Linked DNA regions of Triticum aestivum: region 1 is linked to region 2. Evidence: chromatin contacts called from public Hi-C data. All regions are on one chromosome and are shown on one strand. Each heading gives the region's core, a stretch centred on a gene start, on an enhancer-like site or on the middle of the called end of the contact. The rest is flanking DNA. Distances are from core to core; before and after follow the strand shown.

Region 1 (2,700 bases), core at 68-2,567, 410 kb before region 2:
AGACCAGTGTGCACGACACACAAGCTGCTATCCCGTCACGTACTACTCACCTAGACCTAGTACCCCCACTCCATACATGACATCAAAAGCTCTAGATAAATTGAGCAATGAACACACCGCCGCACTGGTGCTTTTCACCTTTCCTAGACACGCTAATGATAGTGGTGCCGTCGTGCTTAACTGCTGATCGATGTCGATTTAACTGTCTCACATGCCTAGGATTTCTAATTTTTATCCTGAATACCAAAAAAAAAAACAATCAAGGATGCAAGGCAACGAGATTGCAGATTCACAGATGGTGCTGGAAAGAAAGTAGCGCAGATCAAATCGGGGAGCTTAAAATGTCCAATTTGATGGTACTACACGGTGGAGTAGTAAGTGTACAGACACGACACCAAGGGACAACAGAAGCAGGGAGGAAATGACGCCGCCCAGAGGGTAATTGAGCGCGTTGCGCCCAAATCACAGGCTTTCAGTTTTAATCTAGCTTAAACATCATAGCACATTAGCACGCGAGCCACAAAAGTGGAAAAGAAGAACCCCCATATAGTTAATTGATTATACTATAGCCACCTCCTAAAAGCAACAGACAGATCTCCCCACTGGTGGCGAGGAATCTCACCCCCGCTCCGGCATGCTCGCCGACGACCTCCGGTGCCGGAACGCCTTCATGGGGCTCGGGAAGTGCCACCCCCACCGCGCCTTGGTCGCCGCCGCCTTGGCCGCCACCGCCTTCGCCTCCACGGCCGTCGCGGAGACCGAGCTGGACCTCGCCAGCCCCAGCCTCTCCTCCTCCTCGTCCTCCTCCGCCGCGCCCCCGTCCTTGGCAGAGGACTTCCAGAACGGCGCCCACCCCCAGACCCTCGCCTTTCGCCTCCCGGAGGCGGCAACGGAGGCCATCGCGGCGGAGGATGACGCGGCGACGGAGCGCGAGCGCGCCACCCGGTGCTCCCGCTCGATGAGGCTGTGCACCCGGCCGACGGCGTCGCCGGACGCCGAGGAGGAGGAGGACGGGGAGGCGCAGGTGCAGGGGCAGGGCCGCACGCGAGCGCAGTTGGGGCAGAGCCGCAGCAGCCGGTCGCGGAGGCAGTACGGGCACACCCCGCCGCCGGATCTCGCCGCGGGGTGCTTCCGGCACCGCCACTCGTCGCCGCCGGCGGCCGCGGCCACCGCTGCCTTCTCCGCCTTCATCTCCGTGCGGTTGCTCTCGCTCTCTCTCTCTGCCTCGCGCTTCTTGGCAAGCGAGTGGAAGGAGGGGGGCGTTACGGATACGAACTCACAGCGTCGCTGCGGGAAGGGGCGCGCCGGAGTGTGTAATAAAGGAGGCAATTCCCGGCGGGGCTTAACGGCGTGTGGTTTTTCGGGCACGGAGACAAGGCACGTAGCTTGCGGTTATTCACGAGGGTGCCATTGGGTACAGCTGGGCAGTAGTTGCTGCGGGATCTTGTGCGGTTGCACCTCAACTGCTGTAGCCTAGAACCACCGCATGAGAATGCATCATTCAGGACGTGTAGGGAGCATACAACTGAGCAAAGAAACAGCTTCTGATTTGTTTTGTTTGTAGCACAAATCTGGCTAGAAAAATCTCCAGCCCGATTCTGAGCAACGGCGAGGAGCACCTGCTGTGTCGTCGGCCGCAGAGGATCCCGAGGGTGCTCGAAAGATAAGGCTGCCCGCGCACGTGCGGGGCGGGAATGAGCCGTGCTTGGGTCAGTTACGCGGGGCCCGCGTGTCGGTTTATGACGATGCGACCGAGACGGCTGTTCCTTTATTTCTCTCAATGAGTTTAACTTTAATTATTTATTGAATGAAACTTTGGTGCCCGTGTGGAGTGCACCTGCAGAGCGGTTGCAATCTCGCAGATCTGGTTCGTAGCGCGAATCGTAGGTATCGCGTCTATTCTACACGCACGTCGCACAGGGCGCTACTGACTGACTGACTACGGCCGCAGCCCAGCGTACCGCCGTCGAGGTGCTGTCCGCTTCTGCACGTGTGGTTGACGAACGGCATCGCCTGCGTCGGGGCGCAGAGCCGTGTTGTCTCGCCTTCGGGCGCCCGGCAAAGTCAAAACGATTAGGCCACCATTTTGCATTTTTTGAGATTTATTACTAGTTATTACCACCTTCGAGGTGTTAATATTAGTACTAGTAACTCTTACTACTGTATTCCCTAGAAAAAGAGATTAGTACGAGGAGTGCACTTCACCTGCATCACTTGTAGTAGTCGGTCTTGTGCAATACGTACTAAAAGAAGAAATAAACAACCTTTCAAAAAAAAAAAAAGATGCACACTCGTTCGCTCTCAAATCGCGCGCCAACGCCGCTGAAAGAGACCGATGCTAAAAATTCTTCCCCGCCACAGGCAATCTGGATGGCGCCCAAGATTCCGTCTATTGTTAATTGCCAAACGTGTCGGCAGAAGGGAGATCAGAGATTAATCTTTCAGGTGTACGTATACCTTGAAGGAGTTTGTCCTAAACGCTCCGATCGAGCCTGTCATGTCCCTATCGGCATCAGGCTTCGTGCGATTATTACGTGAATAATATAGCAACTGACGCAGTTTGGTAGTATTCCGTTAAAGAAAAAGTGTTACGGTGACATGCTGATCGATTCCAATCATTAAGTAACACTGCTCTTTGCACACGGGGGCCAGCGAAACCTTCAAGGTTACGATAAATGAACCAACCGCCGACTAGGGAGG
Region 2 (2,700 bases), core at 187-2,686:
GGAAATTCAAATACACTTTGGGATATATTTTTCTATGATTTAAAATGTTTTCCGAAATATGCAAAGATTTTTGTACATCGTGCAAAAAAACAATGATATGTTACGAATACATTTTTCAAACTAGCTAACATTTTCTATATCTAATCTTTTTGAGTGTATTATTTTTTTGAAATACAAGAATTTTTACATTGCATAATTTTCATAAAATTGTCACGTGCATTTTTCTGAAACGGGTGACTTTTTAAGATGTCATAAACATCTTCTGTACACATGTTTAACACTTTTCAAATACATGATGTACATTTTTTAGAAGATTTATGTAAAGTGCTTTTGTATCATATACATTAAGAATATTTTGAAATAGAACAAAAGAAAAAACAAAAATGTGAAGAAAAAATGGAAGAAAACGAAAAAACATGGGTGATGTCCACGTGATTACTGGACCGGCCCTATACTGGTTCCCTGCAGGTGAGCCATGCCTAGTACTCACCGTGCGAAGTGACCTGGCGTGTACCCCCACACGCCCCATTGCGTATAAGAGGGTTGGCCAACGTAGTTCATGTCGGTGGTTTTGGGGAGGTTCTATAACCTTTCCAAGCCGGGTTTTCTTTCTTTTCCTGGTTTTTTCTCCTTTTTCAATTTTGTTTTTATGTTTTTTTCTTTTCATTTTATTTTTTATTTTTTATTTTTAATTTCTTCTTCATTTCCGCTTTTTGTTCTTTGTTTTTCTTTCTTTTCTCGTTTTTGTGAACATTGTTTTCAAACCGTGAACTTTATTTTTGTTCACTGAATTCAAAAAATGTTCATCTAATTCAAACAATGGTCATGAAATTCTAAACTTGTTCATTGTATTCAAAATTCACTCACCATAATTTAAAAAAATATTCATCATACTCAAAAGATGTTCATTCAGTTTCAAAATGTTTATCCACTTTCAAATTTTTTTTTCTTGAATTGAGAATTTTTCATCAAGTTCAAAAAATGAAAATTGTTCATCTAATTCAGAAAATGTTTATTATATTCAAAATTTGTCTACCGTAATTTCCAAAATGTTCATCAAATTCAAAAAATGTGCATCCATTTTCAAAAACAAATCTGATTTTTTCAGAAAATCTTTTTAATTGAGAATCTTTTCATCAAGTTCAAAAAAATGTTCATAAAATTCAGACAAATTTCATCTGATAAAAATATGTTCATCAATATCCAAATTCACAAACATTATTTCAAATTAGTGAATATTATTCGAATTCAGGGACTTTTTTGGCTCCACGAACTTTTTTATAATTCATTTTATTTAAAATTTGGAAAGTTTTTGAAATGCCAATTATCTTAAAAAGAAAAAAAAGAAAAAAAACGAAACAAGAAAATAGGGGGCTTCCCACTGCCGCTGATGGGCCGGGCCAAAATGGGCGTTGGAGCAGCGTGGGGGTGCGCGCACGGCTGCTCCCTGGCACGTGCTGCATCATATAGGAGCTCCCCCAAAATAATGGTACCTCCTAATCAACGCGTAAGGCGAGAAAACGCGGACCCTCCCCCACGTCGGCATCACTGGGCCGGCCCAATTACGATGCAATGCTAGCCTATAAGATTCTCAGTTTTTATCAGAGTGATTTTTCGATTCTAAACAAAAAACAGACAGATTTTCAGGTCATTTTTAAAAAAATTGGTTGGTTTTCAATTATAATAGTTTCTAATAATTAAAGATCTTCGTAAGTTTATTAATTATTCGTGAATTAAAACAAGTTTCTGATTTCACAAGATGTTCACGAATAAAAAAAACACAAAACCGAAAAAATGTTTGCGAAATTTAAAAAAGGTTCATGAATACGAAAAACAAAAAATGAGACAAAATAGGAACTGAGAAAATATACACAAATTCAAAAAAACATTTGCGAATTCAAAAAATGTTCATGAATACAAAAAAATTAGCTGGTCAAAAAAATGTGTGTGAATTTGGAACATGTTATTGATTTAAATAAACTCTTTGAAAATCAAAAACTACTTTGCTAATTCCAAAGCTATTCAAAAAATGAAAAATTATTCGTGAATAATAAAAAAGTTCATGAATTCAGAAATGTTCATGAAGTTGTAAACAGATAAATGAATTGAAAAAATATTCCCGAAATGTGGATTGATAAAAATAAAAAAGAAAAGAAAAGGGGAAAGAAAAAACAAAATAAAACACCCCCAAAAAAAGAAAGTTGCTAGGAAGGGGTGGGGACACATTAGGTGGCTATCGACCGTCCGGAGTGACTAACTAAAGTACCCCTTCGCAGGGACCTGCAATGGTCACTGAGGAGTGCTCCCCATGCTCTTGGACGCACCCGGTGGGACATGTTTTTTCTACACGTGTGTTGGGATTTTCGGGATTTTATTCTCTTGTTATCGTGAAAATGAATCGTTTTCACTTCTTTTTTCATTTCCTCGCGTAAAAAGGCACAACTCTAGTTTTGGGGTAGCACGATTGTAAAAAGTGAAAAGCACAGTTGTGGATGACGAATAAACAAAGTTGTGCTTCGGCTTGGAGCACATATGTGTCCTTTTCAAAAAGTGAAAAGGACAACTATGTTTCTTGAAAAGTGAAAAGCATGGGTGTACTTTCACGGAAAGTGGAAAACACACATGTGCTTTCAAAAAAGTGAAAAGCGCAGTTGTGCTTCCGGTTTCTGGGGGTTTTCCGTTTTCCATTTTTTAGATTCC

What was found. Hi-C and Micro-C count contacts between places; a contact is called where the count stands out from the background.
Region 1: a Hi-C map of leaf shows a contact between it and region 2, with 5 times the contacts expected there. The contact joins the promoter of LOC123141665 here to the enhancer-like site in region 2. A contact is called at or near these places in 2 of 5 Hi-C or Micro-C datasets (both in leaf).

What each region holds. Positions count from the first base shown.
Region 1 is chr6D:369,201,836-369,204,535 of IWGSC CS RefSeq v2.1, reverse strand. LOC123141665 reads right to left here and starts at 1,317. Exons shown (of 1, transcript XM_044560754.1): 1 at 303-1,317. The coding sequence starts at 1,191. The coding sequence ends at 619.
Region 2 is chr6D:368,795,332-368,798,031 of IWGSC CS RefSeq v2.1, reverse strand. No RefSeq gene overlaps it. Among protein-coding and RNA genes, the nearest start is that of LOC123145144, 160 kb to the right of the region's middle. Within about 2 kb of position 1,436, at least 3 of the 8 cell types and tissues checked have an H3K27ac peak or open chromatin away from gene starts, as enhancers often do. A contact at or near this core is called in leaf, where this site is marked.